Linked DNA regions of Rattus norvegicus: region 2 is linked to region 1. Evidence: chromatin contacts called from public Hi-C data. All regions are on one chromosome and are shown on one strand. Each heading gives the region's core, a stretch centred on a gene start, on an enhancer-like site or on the middle of the called end of the contact. The rest is flanking DNA. Distances are from core to core; before and after follow the strand shown.

Region 1 (7,522 bases), core at 2,572-5,071:
CAGGGGGGGCCTCCTCTCTGGCACTTCAGGGCCTGAACAACATTCTGAAGAAAGGGATTTTCGGGGTGTGCATGAGTGCGTGCATGCGTCCATGTACACGCCTGCAGAACAGAGGAAAAGATGGGGATGGGGTGAGGTGCTGACGTCAGATCTAGCTTCTTGACACATCTAGGAAGATGGAAACCTGGAGTCTCCAGGCCATTCAGCTACTGAATAAAGACAGGTGAAAGGAGAGCCCAGGGATGGCAGGGAGCTGGGGAGGCTTCAGTTGGTATTGCCTACCACCCTCAGAACCAAGGCAGGGCATGGCAACCCAAGCAGCTGTGACTGAACACCAAGACATACAAGGGTCTCTCGCCCTGCCTGGCTCTGGGATTAAGGGCAGAGGTATGCACACATGATACCCTCAAACTGTTCCCACCTCAGACCAAAAAGGGAGCACCTACTTCAGCTTGAAAAGGTCAGGTAGAGACCACCAGTCGCTAGAGGAGCTCCACGTGCCAGCAGTGCTCCCCATACCCCACCCCAAGCAGGAGTGGCGTGCTAGCAGCGTGTGGGGCACAGGGAAGGGCTCTAGTGCTCCTCAGCTGAAAGGAAGCCTGAGGCTCCAGGAGCCCACTTTAAGCTGGGGCTTCACCAGTATCAGGAGTAGGAATGTGGGTCACTAATGGCTGAACTTTCCCCACTAGGCAGGGCTACTTTTAGTCACACTCTCCTGTCCCTCCCTCAGTGACTGTCCCAGGCCCTGCTCAAGGATAGCTGAGTGTCCCAGAGGCACTTCAGAAGTATTAGCTGGAGTCAGCTGTCAAGGGACTTCTGCTAAACTATCACTTGAGGTGTGCCCTGGCTCTAGGACCTGGTCCTTTCCTCCAAGGCTGGGGAGAAGCTTCCAGTCCTTAGGTCAGAAGACCTAACCATAGCTCAGGTCCATGCTCAACTGCCAGGGTGAGATTGCTCAACCGCTCTCTCCACTCCCCAGCCTTATCGCTGGCATCAACCCAACTCCTCTGTTCTTCTGAGGGACAAATTCTCCCTCCCCCGTCAGGAGCAAGCGCCTAAGTGTCTGTGGGGCTGAGGCTGTGGGATGGTTGTCCTAAACAGAACAGCTGGAGCGGCTACTCCGAGGCTATCCAGGATGCTGGCTTGCAGACCCTCCTCCTCTGCCAATTCCATCCAAACTTCAAGGGAAGGGGGAGGCAGGGATAAAGGGAAAGAGGAAGAGAAGGAGACACCAACATCAAACACCATGCCTGCCACAGCTGGGCACAGCTTGTCCCGGCCATAGAAATCATTTTGGGGGGCCGGAGGGAGTGTTCCTGAACCACAAGCAACCCAGGCTCTCCTGGAAAAGGCTCTGAAAAGAGGGTGTAGGATCCCTCAGGTCAGTAAGAGACCACCCCTGGGACCACTGCTTTATGGAGGAAAACCCTCCCTTTGCTTGAGACTTCCTGCTGGGAAGCTTGGATTGTCAGTTTCAAAAAGGCGGTTGGGCGCGCTATCGTTGGCGAGAGCGGGCACGTGTGAGCCACAAACTGAAGGGGGAGAGGAGGGTTCAGAAAAGGAGGGAGACTGAACCCCAGAATATGGAAGCAATGTTCAAAGGAACAGCATGAGCGTACAGACAGAGCATGGGCAGTCCAACCTCAAGTAAGCAAGAGCTCCCCTGTGAACCCTGAGCAGTTACCACAGGGGCCCAGACAACCCCAAATTGAGATTGTTTGGGAGCAGGCTCGCTTTAGCATCTAGCTCCTAGAAGCCTGTGCTAAGATCGATCACCGGGAGCCCTGAGAAGTTCCCCTCCTGTATCTCCCAAGGTTCCACACAGTGGGAAATAGTTGAGGGGCAAAGTCCCTGCTCGCAGAGGAGATAAACCGTATTAATCAGTAGTCACATACAAGCAGCTGATCAGAGCTGGTAGCACATGGTCCTCCCACACTCCGCACCGTAGCAGCTCCCCAGCATGGATAGGAGCTTCCAGGACTCAAGTGGATGCCCCATTATTGCCAACGGCCCTCGGGTTGCCCAGAGGCCTGGCTCTGCTCCAGCACAGCCCCCCCGCAACCCCCACCCGCAAGTTCTGGGAGAAACCCGTAGCTGAGTTTCCCCACGCTGTGGGCCCTGTTCTTTGTTCTTTAAAATTCACTCCATCCCCAGTGGTGGTCCCCTCCTCCAGCCTGGCCTCAGAAAGGGGCGGGAGAGCTGCAGCAGGCGTTGCGGGAAACCCAGACGGGGCAAAGAAGTTGCAAGGGAGAGGCCCCCTGCCAGGGGCCTCTCATTGTTTATGCTCCCCAGATCTTTGGTCCAGATGGTTGCTGGGGGTAAGGATGAAAAGTACCCCAACCGCTCCAGCGAGAATAGACAAGAGGTTTCAAAGTAAAGACACGCACAAGGGCTCTTTCCTCATTCAACTGCTCAACTACCTAGGCAAAAAAAAAAATGGGAGCTGTCGGCCCAGGGAGGGACCTGGGAGCCGGTCAGATTGCAAGAGGTGAGACTGTTGGAGGGGGGAGAAGTTCCCAGCCAAGAAGAAAAGAGAAAGCATTGTATTTCCTTTTCATTCTCCCTGGAAGAAAAAGAAAACTTCCGAAGCCCAGGCAGCAGTATTTCATTGGGCAAACACAAGGAACCTGGTTTGAGTTAACAGAGAGGGAGCGCCCCTCCCCCCTCAGGCACACACGCAAGTCCTACGGTCTTCTCCCAGGAAGCTCAACCGCCATCCACCCCGACGGTCTGGGACACTCACCCACAGCAACCAGGAGACCCCAACGGGCAGAGGCAGCTCCAACAGGCGACGCCACAGACACAGAAGGGCAGATCTGTTCCTCCGGCTGGGGGCGCTCCAGGAATGGGGAGGAGCCAGAGACCAGGATCTCAGCTTCAACGTCCCAAGCGAGCGGTTAAATCATTAACCAACCGCTACCTACTCGCCCCTGAACAAGCCTCGAGCACCACGCTCCGGGCGTACCGGGCGCGGGCGCAGGTCGCCCAGCGTAAAGCCTCGTACCAGGTTTCAAAGGGACAGCCAGCTCGGCCCAGCCCCACCCCGGCCGACAAGAGCCTGCGCCTCTTGCGGCCTTGGCCTCCAAGTCTTCCGAGGGAGGCGGGCGGGGCGGGAGAGGGAAGGGCTCGGGCGGGCGGGGAGTATTTGCTCGTTAGGCGATTGCCTTCCAGCCGGCTCCTGCCCTCCTTTCTCCCGGGCCGGGCGACACCGGGTGGCGCGCGCCTACTGCAGTGTGTGTACGAGCGGGAGAGCACGCGTACACCCCTTTGCCACTACAGACGAACTCAGCTGTTGTTCACGGAGAAGTCTGTGCGCACACGCCCCCCTCGGGGCGACCGCCGAGACGATTGTGTGCCTGCCCACGGCAACACACCCCATTCCTGCGCGAGGGGGTGGACCTTTAAAACCTGCCCACTCACCCCACCCCGAGCAGCTCTCGTGGCCAGATCCGGGAGTCCTGGCGACGCTGAGCCCTGTTGTTACCCCCTGAGCCCTGTTGTTACCCCCTCCTCCGCAAACGATTTTCTGGGACACGGTATGTGGCTCTGGGTCTGGTCCCAGTCTACCTACGCTGGGTCCAGAGAGGTGTATGTGTGTGTGCGCCCTGCTCTAGGGTCCTCGTCCTCCCGATCCCCGGTTATTCTACCTTCTCCACGTCACCAGGGGTCTCGAGCCTACCCAGGCTTCACGCGGCCGCAGGGCCACAAACGGATGCTCATCGCCTACCTCGGCCCCCAGCTCCCCGAGCACGGACCAGGTGCGGCTGTGTGCTCCCCTCAGTGTGCTTGGCGCCTCGGCAAGGCTGGCGACCCATGGCAGCGCCGGCGTTTGTTTCCTCTGGCTCCCGGGGCTCCGAGTGTGCTAGAAGCTGGGACACTCCCCTCCCAGGCTCCTCCCAGCCCTCCCTCCCACACCCCTCCGCGCTGATGTCACTTCGCCGCCGCAGCCAATGGCTGTCACGGAACTCAGTCCGGCTGCTCGGCCTCCCAGGTTCAAATCTAAAAGCCCCTACAAGCTCTTGTGAAGGTGGACAGAGCAGGTCTCGTTTCTAGGAGTTGCGCCCCCACGGCCCCCAGTGCTCTACCGCGGAACCCGACCCAGGGTCCCTAGAAACAGGAGCGCATCTCCTCCCCAGGGCCCAAGGGGAAGCTCTCTCTAGGCTCTTCAGTTTTGAACAATGGTAAGAAAACAACTTCCTCCAGGATCAGTTACTCACTTCTGGACCAGGGACTCTGGGGGCACGAGCAGGAGCTTGGGCTCCGTGGATTCCGTTCTCGTCTGGAGCGCGGGAGAAGCAGGTCCTCCGGAGTCCATACCCGGACTGGACAGTGGAGAGGCTTTTCAGCAAGGTGACCTGGCTTTGATCGCTCTGTCTGGTGACCACGGGCTCTTCAGCACCGCCCCAGGAGACCTCCTGGAATTAACTCCCGTGTTCTTAGGCCGGATACTTGCAACTATTGCGGAGCTCTCTTTGTGGAGGAAGCCCCAGCTATGAATGACCATTAAAAGAAATAAAAGCCGGCGGTGAAATAGTCAAGAGGAAACGGAGCCAGGCCGAAGTGAAAGTTCCCTAAGTACTTAAAGGAAGCGGGCGTGGAGTTGGTGGCGTGGAGTTGGTGTAGGCCGCGGCCCCAGCCTCCTTTCCTCAGCGTTGCCTCGCGGTCTCTCAGCTCCTTCACTGTCCTCTGGAAAACCTGTCTCTCAGGATCTCACCTCCCCGCAACCCCGGTCTATCCACAAAGACAACTGTCCATGCTTTGTGAAAATCAAATCTAAAAGTTTAGTGCCTAGTCTAGGGGTCTAGCTCTCGCTGCAGAGCACGAGGCTAGCTCACACTGCGTTCAAGTCCAGCACTACCAACAACCAAAAGAGATGTCAAATTAGTGAAACTAAAAAACGGGGTCCACAGCAACTTGGGACGGAGATATCCCTGGGGTTCTGACCCTGATTGGGTTACCACAGGGAACCTATACCACCTCCCCTTAGTCTGACCGGCCTTGTGTGGGTCCCTGACCCAACTTCACCTGGAGGTTGTCAAGAGGAAGGAGAAACCTGGTTCAGAATAGAGAGCAGTGTTAGAGTCAGGGCTGTGGGTCAGAGGTGGCTATAACAGGGTGCTAGGACAAACCAGTTGGAGAGACTTGGGTTGCTTCCGGCTTAAACCTTCAACTCTACCCCTCTCTGGCCCACAAGCCTTCACATCTCTAAAATGGGTACAGCACCTGTTGTCATTCCTTCTAGGCTCCGCAGTTACAACAGCCAGATGTGCCTCACTCACTATAAAAGTAGTCGTCACTTCTCGTTCTTCCTCCCTCCCTTCCCTCTCTCTCCCTTCTCTCTCTCTCTGTCCCTTCTCTCCCCATTCCCCTCCCCTTCTTTCCCCACGTGTTCATGGCTGGCCTCTACTCCTTTACTTTCTCCCTCTCCCTCTCTGCCTTTCTCTGTCTCTACTCCCTCAACCTTGTTTCCTCACGCCCTAAATAAACTCTACACTAGACTGTGGCTAGTACCCTAGAGGGAAGGATGCCCCATAATGGGCCCGCAGAGGCATCCCTACCCCGCCCTCCACATACCGCACCTCGGATTTATAACACAGAACAGCACCCTACCCCCTTGCCTCCCTTATTGGTTCAAATGTTAACATTCCCCAGATTAACTCTGGTAGATGCAGGCTCTTGATGGCCTTCCCCATGGTACCACAGTACCCCAGCGGTTCCCTGTTGGCGCCTCCCTGGGGTCCTAGAGTCCCAGGAGATTTTCATCTGTTAGCTTTAATTTGATTCATAAGTGCTTTTCTGATTTTTTTCAGTCTTCTCCCTCATTTCATGTCCAGTAAAGCATTTGGGAATGCCAGCCCACCTTAAGAGCCAGCTGTCCACCCCGGTTAGAGAAAAGGGTACGGCAGGGTAGTCTAGGAAGAGGGACCCCTCAGGCTCCACCTTCTCAGGTCGCTATTGCAGGATTTTCCTTGATCCTAAGTTTGCCTTCCTTGTTTTGGCCTCTCTTTTTATTAAAATTCAAACTCCTTCCACAAACATTTGAAGTTAGTGGAGAAGTCCCTGTCCCCCACCCACTTAGAAGACAAAGTCACCTGGGTCCCAGCCCTCAGATTGCCTGGTGGAAGCTGATTCCGCTCTGTGGGGGATCTAGACCATCTCCTTTTAGAACATAGCAGAGGGAGGAAGACCAAAAGAAAATGCTAATTTCTCCCTTCGTTTACAACCCAGTCCCGGCGATCTTTCTCCTAAAACTCCACTGGTTTAAATTTCACCCCAACTTTTTGTTTTTGTTTTGGGAGGTTTTGTTTTTATTTGTTTTAGGCTGGTGCCGTCTGTGGCCAGGCAGGGGGAAATCAACTAACTTTGGGAACTCTAATGCCTAGCTGGAAACTAGCAAGTGCTAAGCCCCAGAGTTTGGGGAGGGACTTAAGGTCTTAACTGAACCTTTAAGGTGTGACCTGATCTCTAATCCTTTAGGCCTGGGCCTATGTCCCAGCCTGTCTTCGGAGTCTGCGCATGCGTGATTCCTGCAGCTGTGTGGGCCTGTACCTCCGAAGCCCGCCCCCGAGCCCGGGGCATACCTCTAGTTGTTATCAGCGAGACGTTATTTCACCTCTGTTGCCGCAGCCTGAAATGGGTTGGCTAATCCCATTCCTTACAGAGAAGTTGGAAACCACACTCAGTCTTCTCTGGTGTTTACCATGCAGTTTGGTCCCTTCTTTGCAGTGCTGTGGATTGAAACCAGATCTGGTGCCCGCTAGGTAAGCACTCTGCCGTGGAGCCACACAACCCTAAATCTCGCTTCCATTTTGGATTCAGCTCGCCTTCAGAGCCCCTTCCCGTGAGAAGACTTATTTTCACATCTCTTCCACCACTGAAACAAAACAGACCCGAGATCCTGTGACAGCGTCCTCCTGAGACCCTGGTGTCTGGAAGTTTGAGGTTGGAGTGGCCTGGGTCACCCAGGTCAAGAACTGTCACTGTCCTCTGGGCTCTGGGCTTATTCACTTTCTGGCCTCAGGACAAAGACCTTTTCAACTCTGGAGTTCCCAGTTGTTGGCAACCACCTGGGGGCACCTCCAAGGTCTTAAGGGACCTCTGCAGAGTATCTAGGAAAATTCCCAGGACATCCAAGTAGTGCAGAGGGCTCAAGACGGGGTCTGCCCTGACCCCATTGTGGAGTTAAAGTACCTCATCTGGGAGCTCTTCGGCCCAGGCTCCAGGCCCATGACACATCTGGGGTCTAGGTGACCACGCTTCCTAGGAAGCCAGACACAGGACTCTCCTAGGTCTCCTGGAGACAATGGGGAGTTTGACTCACAGTTTGAATCGTCAAGAGTGTAGACAGGCTGAGACAGAGTTCTTCAAAGAAATGAACTATCCGGAGGCCAGCAGCTGGCCTCTGTTTCTGTAGGTGACGCCATGGAAGAGTGTAAACATGGGGGCGGGGAAAGATCTGCCACTAGTAGTAAAAGGCGGTGTCTGAATGTATAGCGCCCAAGATACACATAGTGAACCCAAG
Region 2 (7,522 bases), core at 3,616-6,115, 57 kb after region 1:
GACAGTGCGGTGCAGCGTGGACTCCCTGCTTTTCACTCTGTATAGAGCACTGCTCAGGGCAGAGAAAAAGGCTGCCACTGGCTTTTCTGGTGAGCCGAGGACAGCTGGGCTGGTGCTGTCCCTTATAGATCCCTCCTGGTTAGATTGGTTTTCTTTCTTGGTACCCTCCACCCCTCCTCCATTTCTTGACCAACATCTTCCCTATCTCATGCCACAAACTCCAAGCTGGGACTCTTTAAACCCTAAGTTGGAACTGGCTGTGCTTGGGTGGCCTGCCATTCGCCGTCTCCTAGTTTTTAAATCCCAGGAAGTCTCAGAAGAAAAGCAGAGCTGGGACAGCAGCCTTTCATGGCCCTGCACATCACGTCCTTACTGAACGAGACACAGGGGTGACAATCCCACAAGCAGGTTGAAGGCAAGAGGACCTGGGCTCTCCAGCTCTTTCCTTCTTCTAAGCCCATACTCTGGAGAAAGTTCACTGTCTGCTGATGGCCCTGGGACACAGAGGGGAAGGAGGTGACCTTCGGGAGGAAGTTGGGCTGGGCCTGGCTGGATTCTTCCTCAAGAGAGGGTACGGGCAGCAGGGTTGCTTAGGAATTGGTTTTTACGTTCAGCATGGGAAAACCTGATCCCATGTCAGGGCCAGTGGAGACTAAACCCTGATCAACCCACCAGGGTGCTGGGTGGAGAGTGGGAAGTGACAGAGACCAGGGGCAGTGACAGAGAGGATTAGGGTGGGACCCCAAGGGTGGAATACTGACTGGCCTTCTAGATGTAAAAGCAGCTGGGAAAGCTAGTGACACACATCTCTGGGAGGCAAAGAGGCACAGGCAGGTGGATCTCTGAGGGTTCAAGGTCAGCTTGGTCTACAGAGTAAGTTCTAGGGCAGCTGGGCGACACAGGGAAACCCTGTCTTGAAAATGGGAAAGGAGGTGTTGGGTGCTGGGGAAGCCTGGCTTCCAGAAGGCTGCCCGTGCATCAGAGAGTTAACTGGAGGTGGTAGTGTCATTGTGAGAGGGAGATGACTGCATCTCAGGGACACCAGAAGCTCTGTGTCCACCCAGGGAGTGTACAACTGGACAAGAGCTGGGGGTGATTCTTCTGCACCCTGCTCTGAGAGCCGCAGCTGGGTGGGGGAAGGGGTAGGTACAGGGAAGTGGTTCTGGCCAGGATGGAGGTTTGGACATGTGCCAGGCTGCTTCCTTCCTGGACGGAGGTGACAGGCTGAGGTGACCAAGGCTGAGGGTGAGAGAAGAAGGAAAGAAGGAGCTATGGAAACCTCCATGGCTGTAGTGGCTTTCCCTTGTAAAACCAGCACTTGAGTGGCTGACCCTGAGGACCGTACATAGCAGGTCAACCTGGGCTCTGTATTGAGACAGACCCTGTGACAGCCTGGGAAGTGTGTATGGGCCTGTGGGGTGAGAGGGTCTGGGTCAGTCCAGGCTCAGGCTGGAATAGCCCAGGGACTTGGATGTTAATAACCAAGCCCAGGATGAGGACAAGAGCGGAGCCTGGAGGAGGGACAGTGGAGGGAGGAGGAGTCAAGAAGAAGGAGAATGGAGCATGGAGGAGGAGAGAGAGGAGCCTTGGGGCAGGAGATGGAGGGGTAAGTAAGCTTCCAACTGTCCTCAGAGCTAGCTCTAGACCTCCTGGGTCTCTCTCACTTGGACCCCGGGGATGTGGTGCGAAGGACAGTGTGACGTCCCCTCTCTCCTACCTTCTCCAGGGCCCGTAGTGATGTTAGCTTCAATCTCAGGCCCGTAGGTGAAGGTCTTGGCTTTGATTCGGAAACGATAGGTCATGCCCTCGGCCAGATCCTTCACTTTTAGCCACAGTGGACTGTTCCCCTTCACGTCCACTGTCACAATCTTGCTGACCCCTGTGGGGAAGGAGCGTGAGTAGGGGCTGCAGTAGCTGGTGGGAACAGGGCCACCAAGGCCACTGGCAGCTACTGGGAGGTGGTGCTGTGGCCTCCGTCTCTTGAAATCAGCTGAGCTGTCTGTCATGGGAGCCCACAGGCTGCCAACATTGTGTCAGGAACACGGCTCTGAAAGAGGGCTCAGGAGAAAAGACTCGTGGAGCTGGAATGGCACCTGCTGACTACTCTAACCCCCATCCCAGCCCAGTTCCACCCCAGTCCTATCTTCATGCTCTTCTTGGCCAATGAGAGCCCAGCTCCAGGGGCCCCATCATCTGTAACCATGGGGCTTTTAGGGTTGAAGTTTTAGCACCTCGGGTCATGGCAGTCAGGGGTGGGATGGGGGCTTCCACAGGTGGTTCTGTGTGCTCTGCACTTTCCCAAGCCCAGAGTCATCTCCCTGGGAGTCAGGACCAGGCTTTGCTCTCTTATAGAAGGTGTCTACTGGTCACCACAGAACCTGCCGAAGTCCTGAAGTTTGTTCTATAGTGTGTGTGTGTGTGTGTGTGTGTGTGTGTGTGTGTGTGAATTCCCTCGAAACTAGAGAAAGTGCATATCTGTGTGTGCGTATATAATGCATATATATGTACATATAGATGTACATATACATATATATATGGTTTTGGTTCATTCTTCCAACAAGCCAGAGGGTCAGGAGCATCCAAACACATAGTAAGTACTTCATTTACTTTTTTAATTAATTAATTAATTTATTTATTTCCCTTTTTGGTTTTTGAGACAGGGTTTCTCCGTGACCCTGGCTGTTCTGGAACTTGCTCTGTAGACCAAACTGGCCTCAAACTCAGAGCTCTACCTGCCTCTGGTTGCCAAGGTACTAAGATTAAAGGCGTGCACCACCTCTGCCTGCTACTCCCCCCTCCCTTTTTTGCTTAGATGCTAATAATCCGGCATCGGGCCCAGGAGGGAGAAGAGTGGAGCAGTGGATATTTTGCTTACCATGCATGTCTGGGTACCACTTGCATGCCTGGTGCCCAGGGAGGCCAAAGAGGGTATTGGATTCTCTAAAACTGGAGTTATACACCTCTGTGGGCTGCCATGTGGGTGCTTGGGAACTGGCCCTCTGGGGCGGCAGCCAGGACCCTAAACGCCTGAGCCGCATCTCTAGGCCATATTTATTTTTGAGACAGGGTCTCTAGTGATGCAAACTGGCCTCAAACTTACTGTATAGCTGAGGACTCTCTGATGTCCCATCTCCCTGCCGCCATCTCCTGAGTGCTGGAATTATGGGCCTGAGCCACCATGGCCAGCATATGTGGTGCTGAGGATGGGACCCCGGACTGTGTGCGTGCCAGGGAACCACTGTACCAGTGGAGCCTCGCCTCTAACCCCTTTCACTTACTGAGTGAGTTCTCTTTGATACTGCTGAGCAAACCCCTTCCTGGCCTGCACCTTGGCTTTCTCTATAAGAAAAGAGGGGACTGCTGGCCTGCTGCAGTGACCCATTCTAAATGGAGACCCTTACTCAGGAACCTATAAGGACACACAGTCTAGACTCTGATGGAATAAGATCATGAGAGGCCAAGGACGACATTTCTCCAAGTGGGAGGTCTCTGGGTAGGTCAGGTAGAAACCGCTGGGACAAGAGCCTGTCTAGGTCCCCTGCAGCTTGTCTTCTTGACCTCTGACCTAGCCCCATTCCTGCCTGCGTCTCTTTCCAGGACCTGCCTCCCCTTTGGTTTTGACACAGCCCTGCTCTGCAGGATGGGCTGCTGGCACCCTGGTGGTGGCAAACAAGACTGAGGACCACTGTTCTCCCGCACTGACCCAGAACTGGAGCTGCCTAATGTTCCCAGGCTCTCCCCTTGTTTTTACCAGGCTCCAGTGCTAGGAGTCTCTCTCTCTCTCTCTCTCTCTCTCTCTCTCTCTCTCTCTCTCTCTCTCTCTCTGGTGTGTCCACAGAAATGGTGGTCACTTCCTGCCACCGGGTGTCACTTCTAGGGCAGTCTTATCCCTATGCCTTGTTGTAAGCAGCCCCAGCCACTGAGAAGCCCAGCCTATTTCTTGCCTGTGAGTTCTCTTCAGGTAGCTGTGGAGATAAAACTGTGGTAACTTCTGGGGACGAATGCTCACCCCTGGCTTGTTCCTATCAGCTGTCACTGGGCTGTACTGGGTGAGAAAGCTGGCAGGTACCTGTTGCCAACAGGCAAGGTTGCCAGTTCAAGCCCTTCTGAGAACCCCAGGGAGGATCAGGGTCTGGGTGGAGAGCCCGGGAAGGGCAGGGGTGGAGAGGGAGAAAAGAGTCTGAAGATGTGCAGATGATGACCTGGGCTAGGACAGTCATTTGCAGAGCAGGAGTGTGGTAGATGCATCTCCCTGATCCAGGCTTTGACTAGATTTCTAAAAAGGGTCCCGACCCTCCAAAGGGGGTGTGCTGAGAACCCTGAGGTTTGACCGTGGCCCAGGATAACAGGAGAACACCAGGGGATTCTTTTCTTTGGGGTCCTGTCCATTCCTGGGCAACTGTGTTTTGCTTGGATTCTCTCTCTCTTCCTGACTCAGTTTATGGAACGGGATGTCTATACTACAGGACCCCCCCAGCCCCGCCCCCTTCCTGCACAGGAGATGGCAGCCCTATGACGCTGTTTCCACTCTGCCCTCAGATGCTTTTCTATCAGAAACACCCCTCCCCTGGGTCAAGCCTCAGTCTCCCCATTCATAAGACGGGAAGACCCTCACCAATTCTAACTGCTGAGTAGTGGTCATGGGGTGGGCTCGGGGTGCAAACCAGCCCTCGAAAGGGGAGAGTTCAGGAGAGTGAATGTGGGAGATCAACACTTACCATCCACTGGGGTGCAGGGTTCATACACCAGCCTGTAGCCCTCCAGAGGACCGTTGGGGAACTGTGGGGCGTCCCAGGACACATTCACTGAGGTAGTGGTCAGCTCGCTGAACTTGACTGAGCCTGGGGCACTGGGGGCTGTGGAGAGACAGCAAAGGGCTTTTTGTTTTTCTCTTTCTGTGGAAGCGCAGAGTCTCAGGTCGGGCTCCAAGCAACTAGCAGGAGCTCTTGGGTCCATGCCCGGGGAAGAAGAGAAAGCGAGGCTAGGCAAAAGATGAAGGCAGAAAGGGTCAGCTAAGGCCCCCGAACTTTCTCCTCCTCCATTGCCGTCACTAGCACTCAGCTGTCTAATAGCAAAGGCTCTGGCACTGAGAAAAAGACCTTAAAGATGGTGAATCTGGACTTTCTCCTAGGTGGCTCTGAGCCCTGGCTAGGAGCATGGGACCAGGCACTGCATTACAATGGATGACCCTTGAGGGTTCACTGTGGGGCGAGGTCATTTCTTGACACCATGGGGTGTGTTTTTCAGCACCCCACTAGAGTGGGTCGTATGCCTTGGCCTCATATACAGAGTGGGCGCTAAAGGAGACATCAGAACTCCGGAGACATGGCCTTCCTTTCATTCCTGGGTTGCAAGGGCTTGCCTAGAGACATCACGCTGTCAGCAGGAGCCAGACCAAGGACAGCCAGATCCTCTGGAAGAGAGATGTTTTCTTGTTCTGAGACCCCTGGGGTAACTCTGAAAACATAAGGTTGGAAGATTCCGGTGTGTGTGGTGGGGGTGGGGGGGCTGGGAAATGGGAGGGCAAAGAGGCAAGACAGGAAGCACCCCCACCCCCCAGCATCCCAATCTGGTTGGGTGGATGGCTAGGCTATTATTGTCCAGTGCTGCCTCCCACCAGGCCAGAACTAATCTTGACAGCTTCCGGCTCCATCTCCCCGGCTGTCTTTGAAGGAGGGAGGTGAACTCAGGGCCCTTTCCTGCCCTCCCCCTCAACACACTAGGGGGTTAGAAGGACGTGGGACAGGACATTCTGTCCCACTGCTACAGAGCCGGAAGCTTCTAGGCTCCTGGGGTGGGCTCATATCTGACCAGTGACACTGATGAAGTGTCTTCCAGATGGGCAGGCAGGCAGATGGATGGCTAGCACACCCAAGCTCAGTCAGCCTCTGGCTGACCTGGGGTTGGAGATGGGGGTGGGGAGAGTCAGTGGAGGGAAAGGCTCCCCTGGAGCGGAATATTGTCCCAGAGAGGATCCCAGTTATGAATTGTCTCTGGTAGTTTGCTTTCTACGGCTCCTAAGACTAGTGGGGGTGGCAGTCGGAAAGGTATTAGGCTGGAGAAGCTGCTTTCTGGAGGCAGGGCAGAAGGCTGCACTGTTGCCTTCTGTATCCACAGGCAATTTATTCTAACAAAATCTGAGGATGCTTGCTTGCTTCATATAGAATGCCATTTTGGCATAAGCTACAGGCATCCTTCTATGTACCCCTCCCCCTTATCTGTGGTGGTGGCATTTGAACTCAGGACATCTCAGGCTAGGCAACTATGGTACCACTGAGATATCGTCTAGCCCTTCCCACATGCCTTAACTCCTTTCTAGGTTACTTAAGATTCCTGATACAATGCAAACAGTATTGTATCTATTTACAAAATAGTTATTATTCGGGGCTGTCTGAACATGTCCAGTATAGATACATTTTCATTTGCTTGTTTGTTTTTTTGAGACATTCTCCCTTCGCTCAGGGCAGTCTTGAACTTGCTGTGTAGCTAAAGGTGATTCTTTTTTTTAATTTATGTGCCTGTGTGTCTGTGTGTATGTCACATGTGTGTACATGCCCGTGGAGGTCAGACAAAAGGGTTCGGGTGCCCTGGAATCGAGGCTGGAGGTGGTTGCGAGACACTTAGGGTGGGTTGTGGGAATGGAAGTTGGCCCTCTGGAAGGGCAGCAGTGCTGGAACTGCTGAGCCATCTCCCCAGCCCTGACTTTGAGCTCTTGCTCCTCTCGTCTTCACCTCTTAAGTGCTTAGATTACAGGTCTGTGCTGCCGCCACCCCCAGGCAGAAGCAATTTTGGGGAATATTTTCCTTTCTGGGTTGGTTGAATCTGCCGATGAGAAATTCATAGCTTTGGAGGTTGACACATTGGGGGGATAAAAAAGAAACAAATCTCCTGAATCCTCTCAGGTGTCCTCCGTTCTAGCACCTGTCCTTCCCCTGTGACCTACCAGGGGACCATGAACAAAAAGCATGTTTTCTGGGATGCCTCTGTTCTTAAACAGAGAAGACACTACATTGCTCACTCCTTGGGACTTCTAGGGGAACCCAGTGTGACACTGACCAAAAAGTGGCTTCGTACACTCCAATACAAGAGGATCTCTAACCGCTCCCCTTCCTCCACACTGCCTGGGTCTAGTCCTCCTCGCCTCTCTCTGATGTCTCCCTCCAGACTCTCAGCCCGGAAGGGAGAGCCAGTTTTTCAAAACATGAAAGATCTAATTCTTTTTGAAATTTTCACTTACTTACTTTTACTTCATGTACGTTGGTGTTTTGCCTGCTTGAATGTCTGTGTGAAGGTATCAGGTTCCCCGAAACTGGAGTTGCAGGCAGTAATGAGCTGCCACGTGGGGGTTGGGAATTGAACCCGGGTCTTTTAGAAAAGGCAGCCAGTGCTCTTAACCACTGAGCCAGCATAACAGCTCAAACCCTTCTGTGTCTCCTCATCACACCGAACACAAATCCTGTTCTCCAGACCCTTGGGGACTCCGTCTCATTTCACTTCTTTTGTCAAGCACCGGGTTCTGTTC

What was found. A called contact is a pair of places that touch in the nucleus more often than the background predicts.
Region 2: a contact with region 1 is called in a Hi-C map of prefrontal cortex, with 4 times the contacts expected there. The contact joins the enhancer-like site here to the promoter of Cdc42ep4 in region 1. A contact is called at or near these places in 10 of 12 Hi-C or Micro-C datasets (the Rat2 cell line, Schwann cells, frontal cortex and 6 more) and 1 of 1 datasets of contacts at active chromatin or transcription factors (oligodendrocytes).

Annotation. Positions count from the first base shown.
Region 1 is chr10:99,292,521-99,300,042 of GRCr8, forward strand. Cdc42ep4 (CDC42 effector protein 4) reads right to left here and starts at 3,822. Exons shown (of 2, transcript NM_001107063.3): 1 at 3,728-3,822.
Region 2 is chr10:99,348,581-99,356,102 of GRCr8, forward strand. Sdk2 (sidekick cell adhesion molecule 2) reads right to left here. Exons shown (of 44, transcript NM_001413325.1): 37 at 4,719-4,856; 38 at 1,718-1,879. It overlaps LOC102547853 (a long non-coding RNA gene), which reads left to right. Exons shown (of 4, transcript XR_005490530.2): 1 at 1-1,606. Among named protein-coding and RNA genes, the nearest start is that of Cdc42ep4, 56 kb to the left of the region's middle. Within about 2 kb of position 4,866, at least 43 of the 93 cell types and tissues checked have an H3K27ac peak or open chromatin away from gene starts, as enhancers often do. A contact at or near this core is called in prefrontal cortex, where this site is marked.